Regions from separate parts of the Sus scrofa genome. Here region 2 is linked to region 1. Evidence: chromatin contacts called from public HiChIP or PLAC-seq data. All regions are on one chromosome and are shown on one strand. The core of a region is the stretch at or near the end of the contact, and the rest is flanking DNA. Distances in the headings are between cores, read along the strand shown.

Region 1 (6,560 bases), core at 2,152-4,651:
ATCTATGTGCATAGACTACCTTTTTTTTTTTTTATTTTTGTATGTCAATATCATTAGCTTTAGAAGAATGGTAAAGAAATTGTCTCTATTAATCTTAGTTTTTAGGATTGTTGTAAGATGTGTTTTTCTGTGTGGGTGTTTTAATAGAAAGTTGGCTGAAACCAACTTATGATGGCAGATTGCTAATTCGATATCCTAAAAAACTGTAAGTTTGATAGTAATGTTTTTCAAGCTTTTCATTATAGTTCATCTATTCTTCTATTCAAAAGTGAATGCCATCCCAAGTGTCACAGGGAAAAATGCCTAGATGTAGAATAGAATTATTGTGGGAAATGAAAACACCACATAATAATATTTTATTATTATGCAGTCCTTGGAAATTATGTCTTTTAACTTCATATAGAAATATTATATACTATCATTTTGAATGGCTTTTTCATTAATTGAAAGATACTTTTAAATTTCTTTCAAGTATCCCAACTTGGTGTTTCTGAATATAAATGAGGGTTTTGGAGGTAAAGTTATCTAAGGTATTAAGATCTTTTTCAAATTAGTTGAACTTAGCAAACATTATCTACGATATTTGATTAAATTACCGTCACATTTAGAGTAGTAGATTTTTTTTCTCCATAAAATGAAGTTAGATAGGGGTCAAGTTGACAAACTATTTTCAGTAGTATCTTGGTTGTACTCTTTTTAATGTAAAAGACCACACTTTCACAAAAGGGATTCTTTTCATAACCTGTGCATAATTCAGATATGTCTATGGTTGTCTTAGTCAACTGTCCATAAAATGAATACGTTCTAGACTATGAAATCACCAAAACTCTTAGAAAAGCTGGTGTATCTTTTACATTTTATTTAGGTTATTAGTGACCTTTCTTCACTTATTAGAAAGTCCTTTGTTTTGTGTATGCAGAAACTGTTGCAAAAGAGGCCAGATCCTTGAGCTGATGACTGTAGACGTCTATCATTGAAGGCTCGTGACCTTGTAGATTGACTGTTAGGAGGTAGTTGTTAGTTTTGAAAAAGGAAACAGGAAAACAAAGTTGTTCTTCATAACAAATGAAAATAGAATATAGAATTACAGAAACCGAATCATAGAAATTTTGAAGACTAAGTATCTCTCGAGAAGTAATTAGAATTCTTGATTTTCTACATGTCTATTGCTTCAGTAGCCCCAAATGCTTTGGAATAATACTTATTTTCAATATTAAAACCACCATAATTAAATCACCAAAAGGTGCCAAGACATTTTCATTGTTGTTGTTATTATTACTATTATTATTAACTTTTAAATTTAATTTTATTTTAATACTGTTACTACATGGGAAAAGAATTTTGCGGGAGGTTTGATTTTTTGAGATATAGTTTTGACATAAAATTATACTAGTTTTAGGTGTACAACATAATAATTTGATATTTGTATTTATTTTATTTTTTTAAACTTAGAGGCTGTGCCAACCTCCCTTTTCAAACTGATCAATGACTCCTACTGTATATTGGAGAAAATGGAAACCCATTTCTGCCCTAACCCCCACCCATAATTGATTTTATCACCCTTTTTTTTTAATGATATTTTAAAATTTTTTTCCATTATAACTGGTTTACAGGGTTCTGTCAATTTTCTACTGTACAGCAAGGTGACCTAGTCACACATGCCTATATATTCTTTTTCTCACATTATTCTCCATCATGCTCCATCATAAGTGACTAGATATAGTTCCCAGATTTTAATACTTTTAATTACTATATTTTCTATCACTACAATTTTAAAAATGAATCCTATTGACTAGATACTATTATCTGATCCTACTTGTCTCACCTGTTTTATTCCTTCTTGGATTTTTGGTTTGTTTGTTTTATTTTATTCAGACAGTATCCAATTTGAAGATAATTCCATTGACCAAGTAAAGGTTAATGGGATGGAAATGCTAAGTTCAGCATCCATATGCAATACTGCCATTCCTATACAGGGCCGCACCAGATGATGTTTTGTGTCATCACAGAGTAAACAGAGTGAGAAAATGTGGGTGTGGCAAATCCACCTTTGAATGATAGCTATTGCAGGACAGTGGGGGGGGGAGTGATTGTCCATATAGTCAGTATAAAATATGTGCTTTTAATTGGATTGTATTATCCCAAAGCATGAACTTGATCTGAAATACAATTCCCTGATATTTCTGTCATTAACTTGTTGATAATATAGTGGCTATTTTTAAGGTGTTTTCAAGGGACAAGCAAACTTAATATATGAAGTTTAAACAAACCTGAAGTTTTAAAAGATTGCATTTCTCTTTAGTGCTTCATTTTTTTGGTTATGTTTAGCCCTCATTTTTACATATATTTGAAAGAGAGGAATGTTTGTCTTAACTAGAGAACAAAACAAAATTATGGTGTAATGAGTTACTAGAATAAGAGAAAGCATGACATTAATATGAAAACTTGAAAGAGTTTAAAATAACCATTCTTATCTCCCCAAATGATATGATTTTGATGTTATTAAGCATAAAGAACTTTGTTTATAATAGGTTAACTTTGCAGTTAGGTGTGGTAAGTCAGAAGCCAAAAAAAAAAAAAAAAACCTAAAACAAAACCTAGGAACCAAGTGATTAAGTGATATCTGTGACTCTATGATGCATTAATTATTTTGTCATTTCCATATTCCCAGCTTGAAATTTAATATAAAAGAAATGCCTTGCTGCTTGGTTCTAAATCCTGTTTGATCCAATGTGGAAAAAAATATATATTATTTGGAGACTTCTTAACAGAAAAAAAAAAAAAATCTTTGAATTAATAGTTTCTCCTGCAAAAAGAAACTTGAAATTCACCTTTGGACTATTTCATATCTTTAGCATATTTTCTATTAAAAATACTTCTAGATTCCAGTGTCTGCTTGGCTTTGGTTATCTTAGCGGTAATAAGTAGCCTTGGGACCCCCGAAGGCACACCCCACACACTTATGCTGTGTGACCTAAGGTCACAAGTAATGGCTGCAAGCTAATTGATTGAGAAAGGCTTGTCTGGAGGGGCCTCTTTGCGTCCTCCCTTTACATTCCTAAGTTCTGTGAGAGTCACTAGCAGCTCAGCCTCGCAAGGAAGGAAAAAAGAGAGGAAGTTTCTCTGCGTTGTGAATACACTTTGAGTTCCCCTGTAGTGAGCTTACTTCTCTCCACCCACCAACCAAGAACTCTTTCACTTGAAGGTGGACAACTTAAAGCCTGATCTCAGAGTTACCCGAAAAGTGACCTGAGTATTTATTGAGCTGAAAGAACCAATTACCTACTTCAGGCGGTGGGGAGCGTATGGAAATGATATTAGAACTTCAGCAAAGTGCACAGCCGCATAATACAGAAGCCAGGACTCAGATTGACAGGCAAATAAGCCAGCTCGTGGAAGGGGCCTCTGGGTGGCAGCTCTGGGCTATTGGGTGTTGGACAACTATAGGCAAAACTGAAATGGAACAGGGGCAGAAAATAGCACACTTTTACGCCACGCAACCGTTGCTTTCGCATGGTGAGTGCAGATTTAAGATATTACTTAAAGTCTACTTTCTGTGTTGTAAAACAAGTAGAGAAATCTGTTGTGCTTTGAAGGGAATGATAGCAGGAGCCTTTCTTAAAAGTTCTAAGTGATCTGGTTTTGTTTCTGCTTGATCTCACATTAAACTTGGCAATGCTAACAGAGAAACACAATATTTGTATTGTCTTGGTGTCCTTTTTCTTAAAATTGTCCTTTTGTTTAAATCATGCGTCTCTCCAACCTGAATAAATATTGTTTTAGGCAAATCAGGGGTGGAATAGGTAATGAAGGAACAGCGGTGTGACAATACATGTAAACATTTCACTTAGTCCAACTTTGTGTCACTTCTCCACGGCTTCACATTTTGCCGCCTTATCTCAGGAATATATAGCACAGTCTGTATGAAAAGAGCTTTGTGTGAGAATTCCAGAGAGTTAAAGGGTCAGGGCCTGTGTGTTATCTGACTGCCAGCAAGACTCACTGGGTTGTCCTCTTATTTTTAATCTAAAATAGGGAAAAAGTGCATCTTTACATATTAAAAAGTAAGTGTGTTTTGATTCCAATAGTTGCCTTCTTATAGTTTATGGTTGTTATTCCTGGCAAAGGATTATTTAAGCTTCTTTCGAGAAGCAGCATGCAAACTTCTTTTGTTTCTTTCTGTCTTGTTTGATCACATTTCACTGCAGAAATTTTGCACATTTTTTTTAAAATAATAATTATCTCGAAACAATACCAAGTGGTTTTTATTTCAGTGCAAATATCTTGGCAATTAGTAAGCTTGCTTTTCCTGGGGAAAAATACCTGAGAGTAAATCGTGCTTAATTCTTAGTTTAGCCATACTTATAGTCCTATTTTAAATGTGTTTCTTTAAAAAAAAAATCAGAATCTAGGGGAAGTATTACTAGAATGTTACAGAAGAGATTCTTCTGCAAAAACTGCAAATTCAGTATTATAATTTTAATGAGTTCCAAATATTATCGCTATTGTTGACTTTGTTTAAAAAGCATTTTTATTAACAAAGTGACTGCATTAGATGTTACCAAATGAATGAAGTGAAAACTGTGTCTTCCATCCTGCTGATTTGATAGAATATAGAGGTCTGCATTGTTATTGTGTTTCATATTCATTTAAACTTTTTAAAGAGCACCTCTGTAATACCCATTTTGAATAATCATTTAAAAATGAAATATACTAAACTAAGCTTCTTATATTTTAAGATTTATAGTTTCTGTTTCATAAAGTAAATTAATAAATGGATGAAATATATTGGAGTAATTGTGAAGTTATAAAAACTTTACAATAAAGGGAGGAAAGCTTTTCAGGGAGAATGAATATGTTTTCGCTTATACAGCAGTTTTGAAATATTACTTAGCTCTCTTCTTTGCTAAATATTTATGGAGAACTTAGCTGTTGTAGAACTAAGTAATAATCTTGACTTTAACACAAAACTATCTAAAAGAAGGATACTTATTTTTGAGCTCTGCTTGTGATTTGATATAAGCTTCTTTCAACAATTGCAAAATGTGGCTGGCAAATTCCTTTCTAAGAGAACAAGTTCATTATGCTCATCACCTGTTACATTCATTCTTTCTTTGCCCACATACACAGTTCCTAGCTGTTTACTAGTGCCATAGGAAAGTGAAAACCTTTCCTTTTTTTTTTAAGAGAAAATGTTGAAGTTTTTATTTGCATGAACATTTTGGGGCTTTTCAAATGATGTTCTTGTCAACATTACCCAAAGTGTTTTTAATAAGGTCTTTTGTTGTGATCTTGATATGAATGGTCAAAACCGGAGATGTAAATTGTTTGGGTTTTTCTTCTAATGTGTCTCAGTAAGTGCAGTTAAGGTGTGACTGAGGATTTATGAACAGCTTTGACAAAAAAATGAGCCTTTTGAAAATTTTTCCCTTTGCTACAAAGATTATTTTTAAAAAAATGTTTACTGCATACCTATTCCCTCCAAACCGATCCAGAGACCAAAAATTAAAGAGAACTTCATTATTCTCCTCAGTTGTGTACTAACAACAACTCAGGAAGTTACCCTGCTATGGGGAGGGGCTGCAAAGGAATGGGGTTTGTTCTAAGTTCATACATTGTCATAAAAGAAAAAAGAGCTACTGCTAAATTTTACTAACATTTATCTTAAACTGTTATCTTCAGTCTTTTGCATTTTTATTTACTTATTGATTGGTTACTGAGGTGAAGTCATCTTTTAAAAACCATAATCAATCATAGCATTACTTTAAAACCATGCTTTTAAAAAGAATATGAATATATATAAACATACTTATGTAAGACTAATTTTGCATGGATGTTTAAATTCTGTACTAGATTAATAGGAAACAATGGAACTATATTTACAGATTAATATAGTCATCTCTCTTATATCTACTTAAACATATTAAGTGATTCATTGTCCTTTTCCTCTGTTACAATATCACATCAGACTGGAATGTGTGTGTGTGTGTGTGTGTGTTTGCAATTATAATCTCACAGGCAAGAGTGACAGAGTGGTCTGGACATATGCTAAGGTTATGACACTCTTTGACTTACTTCTTTAAATCTCATGGTCACTAAATTTCTGGGGTTTTTTTCCTGTGTGCTGGTAGCACTAGACATCTGTTGCAGTGAATTTATGCCTTCTCTACTGAGTATAAATATCATATTGCCTGTATCCTCTTTTCAATTACACTCATCAATTTGTTTTAAGAGATGATTTATTCTATCAAAATATAGGAAAGAATCTGGAGAATTAGATTCTATCATCTCTGACAAATTATGAATCCTCAAAGGCTTTCCTAGAGAGTAGCCGTGTGGTTTTTATTATTCTCCTTTATTATTCTGCATAGTGGTTGTCCATTTTTTCTAGCCACTTTGATCTTAGGACTCTACAGAATTTTCTTCTCAAACATGGTTCCTTTTCCCTTTAGCTCTAATCTCTTTTTCTGGAACATCCTAATATATGTATGTTGAATCTTCACAGTATATCATACATATTTCTTGAATTCTTTCATAGTATGTTATGTAATCTTTCTGTG
Region 2 (6,560 bases), core at 1,158-3,657, 76 kb after region 1:
GCCCTACTCTAGAGTTAACTGTACTAATGTTTTGAAAACACATATTTCGAAGAGCAAACTCCCAATTGACCAAACCGTTAATACCTGCTTCTCAGAAAATACCAATCACGATAGAAACTGAGGTTTGGTAATACGCATTCTGCACTAAAATATTGCTATTCCTTCGGCAATTAAAGGTGTACACCAACACAATAAAGTTTTAAGGTGATTTAATTCAGTAACACACAGTCTTATGAATAAAAATTATTGACTTTCACTTAGCCCTATTTAATTATTAAACTCATTGCTATAAAATTAGCTTATTGAGTTATTATTTCATACAAGACTGATATATATTTCAGATCATTCTCCATTTTACAAAATAACTCTTTTCACATATTTGTATCACTTTACAAGTATTTCTTTAACATTCATTGAATTACTGACTTTTATATATTTAAAGATTAATTTTGCTTAGATAACTTGTGAAGAACAATTGGAATTTCTGTTTCTAGAAATAGTTTGATTCACATTAATTATAATAATGACTTACATCAATGTTAAAGAAAAATATTGAACATTATTTTGCATTTGTAGTTCCATTGTGTCTTTAATGAATTTCTAAAGTCATAGTACCTAAATAGAATTTCACAAGGTACTGGGACCATTTAATATAGAAATAAATTTACTTTTGTATTGAATTTTTATTAAGCGTCTGTGGCTCAAATTTTATGTAAGAGAATTCCTTGAACTATGGATTTCCATGTTTTACATACTAAAGTGACACCTATGGATAGAGAGCAAATGAATGTGCTATTTATAATAATGACTTTGTTTTAGATAGGTTACATAATACATTTATATGACTTTATTATGTGAGTGGTTTAGAAGTGTCTTGTGTTCCTTTTACTTTGCTTGTTTTTAAGAAACTATGTGTGTGAGAGTCTGCGTGTGTTCATGTATTTTTATCTTCTCAAGTATTACCTAATAGCATTTCAAGATATATAGTGGTAAAAATGTGCCTTATATTTAGTCAATTCACATTTCTTTATGTATACTTTAGGAATATTTGTTTTAAAATGATATTCAACTTTTTTTGACATATTCAAGTATAGGAAAGAAAAGTTTAGTGAAAGATATCGTGGAACAATTTATGTGCAAAGAGTTTAGAAGTTAATTTTGCTTTATTGACCAAAATAAAATGAGGGAACAAAGATTTACTAGGGTGAAGATATTAATTGGAACAGAAAATATAACTCTTTATTCTGAAATGCACCTGCATGTTAACAACAGTTCGAAAATCTGAAGCACAGATTTTAAATGAATGTACAATGAAATTTTAAACTTTTTTATTCCCCGTAAAATCATTTTCAAGGTGAAATGGAAGTTAAGTACATTTAAAGACTTTTGGAGCAGAAAATAGATTGACTTCAGGTGGTACTGGGTAAACTTTCAGTTTGTAATGAAATAGATATTCTTTACTATTCATGATAAGGGTGAATAAAAATGAAGCACTTAGTTTAAAAAAATAAACTGGAAAGAATGTAACACTTTCACTCCTTAGATTCTTAAGTCATTTTTTTTGTTGTTGTTGTTCTTTTGTTCTGTAATTGATTGCTAGCACCCCCTTTAACCCACCTTAAAGGGCAGCAGGAAATTCATGTTTTCGTTCATCAGCCCATCCCTCTGAAAGGCGTTCGATATTAAAACAGTTTGCAGGGAGCAAAAGCAGAGGAAACAAGAGGCCCAGCTAGCCTGTAGCAAGGTTAGAAGATACACTGCAAGATTGCCTGCAACATTGCATCGAGTCTTGTTCCTGTCCAGTATTTGCATGGAGAGATCAAGTTAATTAGGGTATGACTGTTCTTCACTTTCTATGTGACCTTTTATTCTATCTGTGGCTCTCTAGTTCATGCGGTGTCATAAAGCTATGGGAAAGTCTTTCTAGCTGTTTGACACAAACTGGAAAAAATTAAGCATTGATATTTCCTTTTGCCTGAAGGTTTTTACAGCAGCAAATTACTGCAGCGGCAAAGTTGATGTTGTGGTAGATTTGCTGTGGGTGTCAGAATGTTTCTTTTGTCTTTTTAGCTCCCCGCCTTCCCTGATGATCAGGTGCGACCAAGTGAGTTGTGCAGAGAGGTGGGGGTGGGGGAGGGGGTTCAGGAAGAGGTTACATGGCAGAATTCCCACGAATGCTGGCGAAGGATGAAAAAGATAAAGAAATCTTGTTTTTCTGAACTAGAGGATTCTCTGCATGACTTCCCCACTGTTGGGGTGATGAGCTTTCAGGCTAAGATTTTATTAACAATTCATATGGAGATTGAGGGCAGCGGAGGAGCAGATTCTCACATAAACTTGATCTGTCCATGAATGCTGTTCTCTGTTTGCCCTGACCCTGCATGGCTTAAGACACTGCCTGTGAGGCCAGTGTGCCAGACACAAAGAAAGAAATGAAAAGCAAGCACATTCCAGGAGTCTGCACAAAAGACCCAGCAGTTTCTAGTCGTCTCCCCAGAGAGGATCTTATCTCTGCATGGCCAAAAACCTCTAGAATGTTTTCATTTGTGTACCCAAAGTTTTAAAATTGACATGGCCGTTTATTAGGCAGTAGCCTATAGCCCTGTTTTCTTAGGTTTTAAAGTTTTGTTCTCAGAACTTGTTGAAACTAGAAAAACATAAGCAAGGGTGCATTTTGTGAAGTTTGGCTTTAAAAGTCACTGGCCTTGAATTGTTTTTACTTTGTTGATTGGTAGGTACCTTGAAAAATGAATCCTTTTCAGCTTTAAGAGAAGCCAGAACAACATTTTAAAGCTTGACTTGACTTCATGATGCCTTATGACACTGCAACTCTGAAACTTGTGGCAGAGTTAAGGCGTGAGATGAAATTGACATGGGGGCGCAAGCCAGCCACCCCCATGCTCCTGAGCACAGACAACCTAGCTACATTAAAGAAAGAAGCAAGTGAAAAGTTTGAGTGAGACAAAAGTGCAAGGGAGTCAGGGACTTTTAACGTTGTAATATTTCAGCAATTATTGGCAGTTCACTATTTTATCTAGATGCATTAAAACAGGATCATAACAAACTATCACAAGATATTTCTTTGTAATTTAATATACTACATTTTATCACCTAACAAATGCACATTCCAGGTGTCAGATATATTAAAGTTTGGGGATAAATATTTGATAAACATAATTCGGTTGCTAAATTACGTTTCCACAGATTCTTAAAAATTGGAAAATCCAGATACACAGACTCTTGAATTTTGTGTATGTGTTTAGCTGTTCAAGTTGTTTCAAACTTTTATAGTTCATGAATTAAATAGCCAGTAGAGGAATGCAGGCAAATGCTATTAATTATGATAGGCTTTGTTCCTTTCATTTTATAATGGTTTTATTTCCATGAAATTAACTGTTGTACTTAGGCTAATTGTCAGTAATTGGTGACAGAATCACTTCATTGTTTTTCTATAGCATGATACTAATTAGGATCTTTGCAGTATTGGCTCAGCCATGTTCTATATTCTACCTTCTATATTGAATCATTGGTACATAAAATCAAGTGCAACTTTAAAAAAAATCCATTAGATAAAATGCTTCTATTAATAATTAAATCTTTTAAACAGCTAGTTGTAAATTAATTTTAAAATATTGAAATAGAAGGAAGCTTTATTATAGATTTGTTGGGTTCATGAAACATCAATTGATCTTTCGGATTTGAATTGAATCCAGTGGAATCATCCTTAAAATATCACAGTTGTAATTCCAACTCCTGAGCCACATGCATTTTTATTATTCTGTTTGTGTCTGCAACATTGAAATTAGCACTGCTAAAGTGTTTTGGTAAGGTATCACAGGACTGGATCCATTGTCTTTCTTTTCATGCCTGATAGAGATATCATAAAATATAGCATTTTTTGTTTGTTTTCTAACTAGTTTTTTTTTTTGCCACAAGAAAATGGTTTTTGAAGCACTTATATTTCAAATGAAAATATATATGAATAGTTGTGATTATAAGAGCTTAGTTTTATGCTTTGCTTTTAAATTTAGAAGATTGTGTTCCATGTGGTTGACAGGTTATAAAAAGAGAAAATGAGAGAATATTCTATTTTGTGAAGTGAGGTTTAATGCCGATGGGAGAAAATATTACAACTCTGTATATCCTATTAAAACAATCACAGTCAATACTACTTTGCTCATTTTTAAAAGAATTCTTCTCATCCAATTCACCTGTGATCTGTATGAATTTGTAAGTTATGGAAGTTTTCTAATACTTTGAGGTATAGCCTCCTTGCTTCTTTTCCTTGTTCTATGGTACTTTTACCAATCCGGTGCATTTTGCAGTTTACAGTGAACTCAGTTTGTTTTAAAAGCAACCATAATGTATAACTTGGAGCTTAGTGCCTCACAGTTCTGAAAAAAGTTTTTAAGAAGTGATTAGGAAAATAATTGCCTATTAAAAGGTGAAGATTGGTTTAAGCAGGGAGAGAAGAAACTGAACTCTGAAATTGAAAGCATTCATTGTTAGCATGACACATATGCACCAAATCTGAAATTAAAGAAAACTCACGAAATACGTATCTTGGCAAGGGGAATTGTTTAAATTTTCTAAAGCTGTCAGCCCATTTTCTGTTTTTTTTTTTTTTTTTTTTTTTTCTTTTTCTGTTCAAGAACAACTTCAAATGGAAAGCTTCACCTTTTGTACAAAGTTGAAATGTTTTATTATTGCAGGATTGTTCTACACTGTACAAAACCAGAACAATTCAATAGTGGGGTTGGGGGGGGCACAAATGAGAATCTTTCTATCATTTTAGAAAGTCCATAGCAAAGCACAAAAACTATAAAAATCTATGATTGTTTCCTTAAAAAGAGAATCTTTTGATTTACAGCAGTTATTTGAATACCCATTCGGGCTCTTTTGTAATGTGTTGGAATAAATGCACTTCTCCTAAATGAAGAATACTCATGAGGGGGCAGAATTCCAACATAAACTATGTTTAGATGCTGTATCTCAATAGGTGACCCCATAACATTAAACAAAGGTTCTTTTTCTCTTCTCTCTGTTTTGTTCTCTGGAAAATAAATTCCTCAAAGCAAAATTCAGTTTGTTCCTTTTTCACCCTATTGGCAGATATGCAATATATCCTCTGTCTCTTATCAAATATACAGATTATGAAAAATAGACAAGGTCAAAACGGACTTTTAGGTTTAAAAATGAGAAAGTATTCTAAAAGTTACTTTGGGAAGATCTTTTTTTCTTTTTTATTCATCCTGCCTTATAGACTCTGGAGTGTACAATGCAACGGGGGTTTTCTTTCTTGAGGATTCGAAGTGTACACGGAAAACACAAGAGAGGAAATGGGACTCTGGTAATACCGTGAGCCACATCCATGGGCATTTAAATCCTATAGTTAAAAAAAAAAAAAAACAAAAAATCAACTAATAAATCTAGTCTACTTCTCACATAATCATACTTGACAACCATAAAGGCACTGCTGGAGTAGCATGGGTTGTAGTTAGCATCTCTGACTTCTCTGGCCCCAGAAGTCTTTTATAATTGTAATCAGTTTCTTCATCACTCCAAGCTGTGTCAAAATCCATAATTAGCAGTAGCCTCATTTTAAAAATTAAAAACAACCCATGTGCAATAACATCAACAAAAAGAAGCACCTCACAGCAATAACTATGTTCTTTGTGGGAACTCACACTATGTACAAGCTGCATTCAGTTCCTAGCCTCTGATCTAAAAGTGCCATTCGGGGGGGTTAATCAACCTCTCCAATGGGAGGTGAATGCACATCAGGATGACCAGATGCCACCCTGGTGCTACCAATCTGTGCTGGTGTTTGTTTTATTTGCTGTTTTGTTTTCTTCTTCAGTGATGCGCTTGTTCATATCAGAAATAGCCTCACTGTCTTACTGCTAGGTATACAGCCCACTAACGAAAGCAGGTATCAATAAATGAAACAAAAATAATCAGAGGTACAACATATTTACTCCAAGTTAATGTTAGCTTATATGGCTCAGATTGAGTTCCATATTCCAAGAGACTTATGTGTTCCTGGGGGTTGCATTCTTAAAGCCCTTGGGAAAGTGGGCAATGACTGCATTAAAAAACGTAACCCATAATAAAATGCGGTAAGACTTGAGGCCCTTTTAAATTTTACTTAATATAGAATGTAGGGAGTAACCATTTTCTGTCTTGCAATGTATGCACACGTCTAAAGGCATATACTACTCTTTCTATAATATCCACCTTTCCTGGGGCCTTAGTCTGTGTCGGATCACATCACAATCTGTGACTTGGGGAAAGTCTACATGGCATCAGATACAGGCCTCAACAAATAAAAGGTGGACAAAACAAGTTCATTAATGCATGCCATGTGTCTTACCTGGGCAGACAGCCATCACCTCCTGCTCTAAATACCTAATGTTTGCAGGTGAAACAAAATTGTGTGTGTTTTTGCTCTTTGTTTGACCTGTTGCTTTCATCTGCAAATCATGATTGAATTGCAAACTAGAATCCAGGAGTAACCTCCAACTCATGATTATTTTGCTGATTACCTAGCCACCTATCAG

What was found. HiChIP or PLAC-seq counts read pairs in DNA pulled down with a chosen protein or histone mark.
Region 2: an H3K27ac HiChIP or PLAC-seq map of skeletal muscle shows a contact between it and region 1. The contact joins two enhancer-like sites. A contact is called at or near these places in 5 of 47 Hi-C or Micro-C datasets (heart right ventricle, liver and skeletal muscle) and 2 of 2 datasets of contacts at active chromatin or transcription factors (alveolar macrophages and skeletal muscle).

The regions. Positions count from the first base shown.
Region 1 is chr13:180,977,745-180,984,304 of Sscrofa11.1, forward strand. All of the region lies in intron 2 of LOC106508546, which reads left to right. Among named protein-coding and RNA genes, the nearest start is that of MIR99A, 320 kb to the right of the region's middle. Within about 2 kb of position 3,402, at least 37 of the 83 cell types and tissues checked have an H3K27ac peak or open chromatin away from gene starts, as enhancers often do. A contact at or near this core is called in liver and skeletal muscle, where this site is marked.
Region 2 is chr13:181,054,369-181,060,928 of Sscrofa11.1, forward strand. All of the region lies in intron 3 of LOC106508546, which reads left to right. Among named protein-coding and RNA genes, the nearest start is that of MIR99A, 240 kb to the right of the region's middle. Within about 2 kb of position 2,408, at least 35 of the 83 cell types and tissues checked have an H3K27ac peak or open chromatin away from gene starts, as enhancers often do. A contact at or near this core is called in liver and skeletal muscle, where this site is marked.